2 separate regions of the Mus musculus genome follow, and region 2 is linked to region 1. A link is a contact called in public HiChIP or PLAC-seq data. All regions are on one chromosome and are shown on one strand. The core of a region is the stretch at or near the end of the contact, and the rest is flanking DNA. Distances in the headings are between cores, read along the strand shown.

Region 1 (4,231 bases), core at 1,608-4,107:
GCTGGGCTCCTCTCCCTGACAGGGGTGGGGCAGGGCCCTAGGGCTCAGAGCTCTAATGTCCCTGGAGTTGGGGGGCAAATGTCACTTTGCAATAGAGCCAGGAAGGCCAAGTCCTTGGGAAGGGTCCTCTCAGCCACAGGGAGACTGATCAGTTCTTCAACCATCACAAATGCTCCACTTCAAGCCAGGAGCTGGACAATCACAGAAGTCTAGCATTTCAGAGTCAAAGGGTCTGCACAGAGACCATCCGGTCCTCCTCCTTCCCCTGAAGAAGAGTCTCTTAGCTGTTTAGAAACACCTAACAAATTAATGGAAGAAATGGAATCAGAACTCAAGGCTCCTGATTTCCAAATTCAAAAGATGTTCAGAGACATAAAATTTAGTCTAGGTTCGTAGGGCCATTAAAGACATGCCAACACATAGAGAAGCCAGGATGGAGATGATAGGACTCTCCACGTTTCCAGGATCCCTGGGAGTGGCCTTCATCTCTGTGTAGGTCATCGCGGCAGAAGCACAGTGAGCTGTGATTAGTTTCTAGCTTCCTGGGCAATCCTGGAGCCAGCCTTTCTCTTCCGAATAGCTGCTCTCAGATCTGGTGAAGTCTGGGGTGATTTTTCTAGCCAGGAGTTCTTTCCCTCTTTACCGAGCTTCTTCTATTAGAAAGGACAGTTTTGGAGCATGGAAAGGGGAGGCAGGGATAGTATCCTTATTGTTCCATTGCCAGCATCTAGTATCCTGGCTGAATCCAGTACGCTCTCAACTACGCTGGGGTGTTTACACTGAGTAATCTTGCAGATCTCACTGACCTGTTTCTCTTGGTTTCCTATCTGTAAAATGAAGAAGTTGAAGTGCCGATCTCTTTGATCCCACCCAAGTCCTGGTGACAGCAGGGATCCATTCCTCAAGTGTGGGTAGATTCTACAGCAAAGCGACTGTTGGGCTCCCCAGCCCAGCAGAGGGCCCCACCCTCTGGCTTAAACAAGTTGAAAAGGGCTATCTGGAAGATGGGAATTAAGAGTAAGGGCTGGGGGTACGGGACAGTGGCAAAGGCTGGAGCTTAGAATCCTGAGATTAGCGTGAACCACTGACCCTTAGTTAGAAGACCAGAGCGCCAGTCCAGGCATTTACACCCTGTTTCCTTGAGCTTCAGCTGAGAATGGGGGTTGGGAGGGCATTGCCAGGTGCTGCTAGACTACTGACATTCCCTGGCGCTGCTGCCTCTTGGGCTAAGGATCCTGCCATCCTCTGCAGACAGAGCCTTGTCTTTCTAAGGAGAACGAGTTCTCGGCTACTCAGTCCCCAGAAACAGCCAATGGCATTCCTACACTGTGCCCCTCACCCTCCACCCCCGCCCTGTGTTCACACTCTCCCTCTCTGAAAATGATACAGCCCTACAGTTTATGTCTCTTCTCTGTATATTCGGCAGGCAGAAGGTATGATCCAAGGCATCCAACAGAGGAAACGGCGAGATAATAAAGGAATAAAAATGGAGAGACTCCATTTAGGAGGCCTTTTATCTTCTAAGCTCCCGAATCATGTAGGAAACCCCTATCATTCCCCACCTATTAGTGTGTGTGCCAGGGAAGGAGGGCGAGGAGTCTCTTGGCTTTCCTGTAGTCCTTCAACAAGCACCCCAGTCCTGCTCAGACTATTGTCATGAGAGAAGAAGGACACAGAAATGTCCACCCACTCCCTAGGCATCAGGTAGCCTGCACCTGGTGAGTAGTGGGTAGGCCATAAAGCCTCCAGGAAGCCCTGGGGTGGGCAGGGTCCTTGGCTCTCACCTTACAACCTTTCAGCCTACCTGCTCGAGATATATATACATATACATGTGTATGCGTGTATATATGTGTGTGTGTGTGCATGTGTGTGTGTATGTATGTATGAATGTATGTACGTTTGTATCTATGTATGTACTGAGACCTTGGCAAGCAAGGCTTTGGCAGAGATAGTTGAGGACTGCAGACATTAAGTGGCCTGGCTTTGGGGCTCAGAGGGGACTTGAGAAGGAAGAGCTACGCTGGTTCTTCCTGGGACACCGCTGTGGAGTGATATAAAGAGATGGTCTCCTTCACACAGAGTCCAAGGGAAGGGAATGCTTGTGTATGTGGTGTGTTTGTGTGCGAGTTTGTGTGGATATGTGTGTGTGTGTGTGTGTGTGTGTGTGTGTGTGTGTGTGTGTGTGTGTCTGTCTGTCTGTCTGTCTGTCTGTCTGTCTGTCTGACTGTCTGTCTCTGCCAGGTAGCACTCAGAAACAAGAGTCCTGACGGTTCAGGCAAGTCCTACCTGTAAACGATGCCAGGAACAACAGCCGCAGCCAGGCTTCAGGGCCCCACATCTCGGCTCCCAGGGACAGGGGCATTGGCTGAAAGGTAGACCTGCCCAGTGACTCTGGAGTTCCACGGAGTTCTCCCTGGGAGCCGGTTCTGGAGCTGGGTAAGGCTCTGACCCAGAAGTCAGGAAGTCAGCGAGTCCCCAGGCACGGCCCGTACCTGCTTATGCCACTTGGGGTCTCCACTAGGGGACCCAGGCCCCAGTTCTACCCACCCAGCCGTGGCTACCCCCAAGAAGCCGTGCTCGGGAGCCCTGAGCTCCCCCAGAGCTGCTTCCCACGCCGTGGCCAACAACGAAGGCAGAAACCTGGGAACCTGCTAAGCAGGTCAGAACAGGTGCGTCTCCGGGGGCCGGGCCTGGCACAGAGAGGAGACTCCGCAGCCACCGCCCCCACGGCCTGGGCTAGCTAATGGGCGCCAGGGTGGGAGGAGAGAAGGAAAGGATCTGAGTGCGGGCAGTGGGGTTTCATCCTCAACAGGGGCTTTACCTGGAAGAGTATGGACCCAACTGTGATCCCCTAATTGGGGAGGTGCGGGGGTGGGGGGGTGCAAGAAGGAGGGCTGAGTGCCTTAAAGAGAAAGGCACCAAGATGAACAAGGGCAAGGCCCCTGTGTGAGAAAAGGAAACCAACGGTCTCATATGCCAGCCAGGTCAGCTGTTTCTTGAAGTCCTTGACAAGTTCCTCAAACTCCCGAAAAGCTCAGCTTTAGTGGCTCAGAAGCAGGGGAGAACTGAGGATGTCCCTGGTCTGCTGGTCCCTCATCCTTTAGAAGGCCAAAATCGGAGAGTGGACTTTGCAGAGGATGGTCAAGCTTAGTCTGGTGGTTTTCTGGAAGCAGGAAGCCAGTTCAGAGACCTCTGAGAAAGAACTTCATTGCATTCCTTTGGCCGTCTCTCTACATGGAAAAGGTGGAGGGACTGACCAAGGAATTAGCTCTGTGGATTCTTGGTTTCTTCTCAGAACTATCTCTCCACAGCTTGACACCTGGCCCGGAGTTTGAAAAGGAAGAGGGGGCTTCTACTCCTTCTCTGTGGCATGGCCCTCCATGATCATGAGGAGGACAGCATAGCATGTCTGGACTTTGCGGGGCTGGTATTAATTTCACTCTATCCTTGTATGTACTCTAGTAACACTCAGACTCATCTCTTCACATATTTCCAGTTTGGCTGAGTAAGAGTAACCACCAAGAGCCAGCTGGGGAGCCACAAGAAGGGGAGAATCTTTACCTCCTGAAAGAGAGAGGCAAAATCCCTGGCACACTAGAATTTCAAAGACAGGTAGAAGCCAGGCAGGCTGGTGCAGACCTGGATGCAGTCCCAGCACTTGGGAGGTGAAGGCTCAAAGATCAAGATTTCTCAGATAGCTTTGGCTACATAGAGTCTTGGGCTATCCTGAGCTATATGAGGCTCTACCTCAAACAACAAGAACAATAATATATATATTTTTTTCTTTTTTGAGACATGGTTTCTTTGCGTAGCCCTATTGTCCCAGAACTTTCTCTGTAGACCAGGCTGGCCTCGAACTCAGAACTCAGAGATCCACCTGCCTCTGCCTCCCAAGTGCTAGGATTAAAGGCGTGCGCCACCACTGCCCATGGTGAACAAAAATAATTTTTAAAATACCCATGAATATGGAAAGACAACCAGAGAAAGAAAATATCTGTTAGATAGGTTTTTCATCTGGAAACAGAAAGGAAGAGTGAATTATCAATAAGCTACTTCCCCAGCTCTACCTGTTCAGGTTTCTGTTTGTTTGTTTTTGAGGTGGAGGCTTTGAACCCGGGCTTTGAGCATACAAGCTCCCAACCACTGGGCCACTTCCTCACTCCGCCCCCTTCCTCACAAATTTCACTCATCCCTCAAAAGTGACCCCAAATGCCACATCTCCCACGAAGCC
Region 2 (4,510 bases), core at 1,538-4,037, 83 kb before region 1:
TTCAATCCCTAGGTCCTACATGGTAGAAGCAGGGGGTCAACTCCCACCAGTTTTCCTTTTGCCTCTCTCTGTGTATGCGCGATGACTTATGTTAGCCCCCAACACACATACACACACAACAGCGAATCAGACATAATTGTTTTAATTTAAAAATAAACCTAAGCCAAGAAATGACGGCAGACGCCTTGAATCCCGGCACTTGGGAGGCAGAGGCAGGCGGATCTCTGTGAGTTCAAGGCCAGCCTGGTCTGTAGCAAGTTCCAGGAGAGCCAAAGCTACACAGAGAAACCTTGTCTCAAAAACAAAACCAACCAACCAACAAACAAAAACTAAATTTAAATAAATAATTATATAAATAATAAAATTAATTAATTAATGTCTACCATGCCTGCCTACGCCTCCCATGATTCAAATCCAGCCTCAACACCGTGCTGTTTCTATTCATACAAAGACTCCTCAAGCAATCTGGCCCACGTCCCTTACATGCCTTTGGAACCAGGCTACCCACGTGCAAACCCCAGCTGCGTCTCCTACTGGACTGCGTGACTGGGGCAGGCCACTTCAGCCATTGTGAGCACTCTGGCAGTCTGTAAACTGGAGATGACAACCATTTCTACATCAAAGTGCAGGTCCAACAAGGCAATACAAATAAAGGGCTTAGCCTGGAATGGTGCACACACCGTGATCCCAGCCCTCGGGAGGCAGAGGCAGGTGGATCTTACTGAGTTCCAGGCCAGTAAGAGATGAGACAGTGAGACGGTCTCAAAACAAACTCCAAAGTGCTTAGAACAGCATCTGACCAACAGGAGGCACCAAATAAGCACTGTGCCTCACCATCACCATCACTAAGTCCATCTGTTCACACCTCGCCTTCTGACATCAACATTTGCTTCAACGACACATTTAAATAAGCAGTGAGCACTATACAAGGGAGCTTTAAACCCCAGCCCACCAAATTAGGGGCTCTCCCTCATGGACACCCGCCTACAACAGGATGTATCACTTTCCTGCCCTCTATTATTCCCTTGGCCTCATCACTGACGTACCCCGCAACCCGCCTCTAATTTAACCTCTGACACCAACATACTCTTACTTTTTCTTTAAGATTTTATTTATTTTTTAGTTATATGAGTATACTGCAGCTGTCTTCAGACATACACTAGAAGAGTGTACCGGATCCCATTACAAATAGCTGTAAAAGCCACTATGTGGTTGCTGGGAATTGAATTCAGGACCTCTGAAAGAGCAGTCAAAGTTCTTAATCGCTGAGCCATCTCTCCAGCCCCCAACATACTCTTACTTATAGTCTTAATTTACATGGTAAATCAAAACGAGAAATTCCATCCTCTCCATTATAAAGTTTTATTTACTTAAAATGAAAAATCTACTTTTAAAGCCAGGTGTGGTGACGTATGCCTTCAGTCCCAGCACTCAGGAGGCAGAGGCTGATATATCTCTGAGTTCGAGGCCAGCCTGGTCTACAGAGCAAGTTCCAGGACGGTCAGAGTTACAGAGAAACCCTGTCTCAAAACAATCAAACAAAAATAGGTAAACAAAATATCTCTTTTTGTGTGTTATTTCATTTATTTGTCTTTTATGTGGATGAGTGTTTTGTCTGCACAGATGTCTGTGCATCATGTGTGTGCCATGCTCAAAGAAGTCATAAAGAGGAAGTCAAAAACCTCTAGAACTAGCAATGATGATAGTTGTGAGCTGCCACATGGATGCTGGGAATTGAACCTGAGTCCTCAGCACTCTTAAGCACAGAGCCATCTCTCCAGCTCCAGCTTCTCTTACTTTTTGCTTTGAATGTTTAATTTTTGTATGTGAAAGAGACATGGACTCACTATGTAGATCAAGGCAGCCTTGAACTTGAAATTCTCCTGCCTCAGCTTCCCCAATACTGAGCTGCAGGTGTACGGCACCACATATACCTCCTTCACTAAGACTCACAACACAAAAAGCCACAAAACTGAAGACAAGCCTTTCGGCCTCCTCAAGCTGTGAGTCTGTACTGGAAATCCATCTTCCGTCCCAGTTGGAATGGAGCAGGCAGTGTCACAAGCACAGGGACACAACCGCTCAAATGCCGCAGCAACCCTCAGAGATGGCTGACAGTATCAGGACTGCCATTTTCAACATGGAGAAAGCGAGACCTAGAGCAATTAAGAAGTCTACCAAATAAAAATCTAACCAACCTTTAAGATAGGCAGGAGGGCCGGACAGTGGTGGCGCACGCCTTTGATCCCAGCACTTGGGAGGCAGAGGCAGGCGGATTTCTGAGTTCGAGGCCAGCCTGGTCTACAGAGCGAGTTCCAGGACAGCCAGGGCTATACAGAGAAACCCTGTCTCGAAAAACCAAAAAAAAAAAAAACAAAACAAAACAAAACAACAACAAAAAAAAGATATGCAGGAAGACCTCTGTGAGTTCCAGGACACCCCAGAATACCAAGCCAGCCAGGGCTACAGAGACATAGAAAGAGCCTGTCTCAAAACAAAACACCTAGCCAAGCAAACATGGAAGAATGACCTCTACCCACAGACCAAGTTAACAGTGAACAGTAGCAAAGTTTCAAACCAACTCAGTACAACTGCAAGGTGGTTGCTACTCAACCTCAACACTCCACAGCCTTCCCCCCAAGGCAGATCCAACTCTGTGGCCAGTGTTGGAGGACACTAGGCAGCATAGGTGTCAAAATGCAAATATCTAGCAAGAGAATTCCCCGCCCCATCTGAGTTGTGTGAAGCTTCCCAAGTTCTCACCCACTCTGCTGTTGCAACACAAAACCACTTCCCAGCTGTTTCCCAATCCCTGCCTTTGCTCAAGCTTTCTCTGCTGTGGGAAACACCCTTTCCCCTCATTACCTGTTTGGCAACAGTCCCTTTTTCTCTTTCCGGGAAATGACCGGCCACACCCCAGTCCTCTCGGAGCCTCTTCCCTAGGCCTTCATTACCCCCTGCAGAAACACCGCTGAAATACTTCTCAAGCCTTTAGTTCTAACACTTGGGAGGCAGAGGCAGGTGGATTTCCGAGTCTGAGAGCCAGCCTGATCTAAAGAGTGAGTTTCAGGACAGTCAGGGCTGTCCTGTCTTGAAAATAAAAGTCCTAAACTCTGTGCTACATATAAACACTCCCACGACTTTCCAGCAATTGCCCAGACAGCAGAGACCACGTCTGGTTTGTTAATTTAAATATTACTCAACCGCTAGCATAGTGCCTGATACTACGTATTTGCTGAGTGGCACAGAACACAAACAAATTAGGTCCTAGCAGACCTTTCACTTTACTATCTATTGTTGAGGTTTATCTTAAAAAAACAAATCCAATTTTTAAATGGGAATGACAGATGGGGAGATAGCAAATGCAGGGGAAAACAAAACAAAGCAACCTTGTTTCCAAATCCAATCTCTGTAATATTTTAATACTAACACATTCTTAAAGTTCTAGTTTCCGGGAGAAGAAAACTAAAATTATTATTTTTGTTTTGTTTGGGATGGGGTCTCATATAGCCCAGGCTAGCAGGCTAGCCTCCAATTTCTGTACCTCCTGCCTTCACCTCCTGAATTCTGGGTTACAGGAATACTGCACCATGCACAATTTCATGCATCACTGCGGACTGAATCCAAGGCGTCCATCATACATGTGAGACAAGCACTGAACTAACCAAGCTGCCTTCCCAGCTCCTAAAACCTAGTTTTGTTTTTGTTTGTAAGGTTTTATTTTTATTTATGTGTGCACATGTGTGTGGGTTTCCACAGATGCCAGGAGAGCAACAGATCCCTTGGGGCTAGAGTTACAGGTGGTGGTGAGCCTCGAAACACTGGTGCTAGAAACCAAATTCAGCTCTTAACTGATGAACCATCTCTCAAGTCCTAGATAGATGTCAGAAGAGGGCACTGGATCCCCTGTAACTGGAGTTACATGGATGGTGATAAACTATCATGGGGATATCCTGGGATCCGAACCCCAGTCCTCTATAAGAACAAGTGCTTTTTTTTTTTTTTTTAAGATTTATTTATTTATTTATTATATGTAAAGTACACTGTAGCTGTCTTCAGACACTCCAGAAGAGGGTGTCAGATCTCGTTACGGATGGTTGTGAGCCACCATGTGGTTGCTGGGATTTGAACTCCGGACCTTTGGAAGAGCAGTCGGGTACTCTTACCAACTGAGCCATCTCACCAGCCCAGAACAAGTGCTTTTAACCTCCCCAAACTCCTTAGTTCTGTATTTTAAAACCAAAGTGGTTTTAGTTCTATTCCGATGCTTTGTTCTTTTTTGAGACAGTATTTCACTATGCAGTCCTTGAAGTGCCTGTCCAGAACAGGCTGGCTTCAAACCTACAGAAATCCTTTTGCCCCTGCTTTCTGAGTGAGGGCTAGAACTATGAGTGACTGCTTGAGATTTCTTTGTTTACACCACCTCTCCAGACTACAAAGCGATTTTAAATGTAATCATCTTGAAACAATATTTACGTTCTCTACACATTAATTCCCGCTGTTTTGTAAA

The links. HiChIP or PLAC-seq counts read pairs in DNA pulled down with a chosen protein or histone mark.
Region 2: an H3K27ac HiChIP or PLAC-seq map of microglia shows a contact between it and region 1, with 3 times the contacts expected there. The contact joins the enhancer-like site here to the promoter of Nectin4 in region 1. A contact is called at or near these places in 26 of 39 promoter capture datasets (the 3T3-L1 cell line, 3T3-L1-derived adipocytes, the C10 cell line and 16 more), 5 of 15 datasets of contacts at CTCF or cohesin (CD8 T cells, the NIH/3T3 cell line, large pre-B cells and 1 more), 19 of 484 Hi-C or Micro-C datasets (the Ba/F3 cell line, the C2C12 cell line, the THB-7 cell line and 15 more), 18 of 115 datasets of contacts at active chromatin or transcription factors (the HPC-7 cell line, bone marrow-derived dendritic cells, bone marrow-derived macrophages and 11 more) and 5 of 9 other capture datasets (adipose tissue, embryonic stem cells, liver and 2 more).

What each region holds. Positions count from the first base shown.
Region 1 is chr1:171,368,799-171,373,029 of GRCm38.p6, reverse strand. It overlaps Nectin4 (nectin cell adhesion molecule 4), which reads right to left and starts at 2,857. Exons shown (of 9, transcript NM_027893.3): 1 at 2,287-2,857. The coding sequence starts at 2,362.
Region 2 is chr1:171,451,413-171,455,922 of GRCm38.p6, reverse strand. All of the region lies in intron 1 of F11r (F11 receptor), which reads right to left. Among named protein-coding and RNA genes, the nearest start is that of F11r, 16 kb to the right of the region's middle. Within about 2 kb of position 2,787, at least 31 of the 459 cell types and tissues checked have an H3K27ac peak or open chromatin away from gene starts, as enhancers often do. A contact at or near this core is called in adipose tissue, hematopoietic stem and progenitor cells, liver and 2 more, where this site is marked.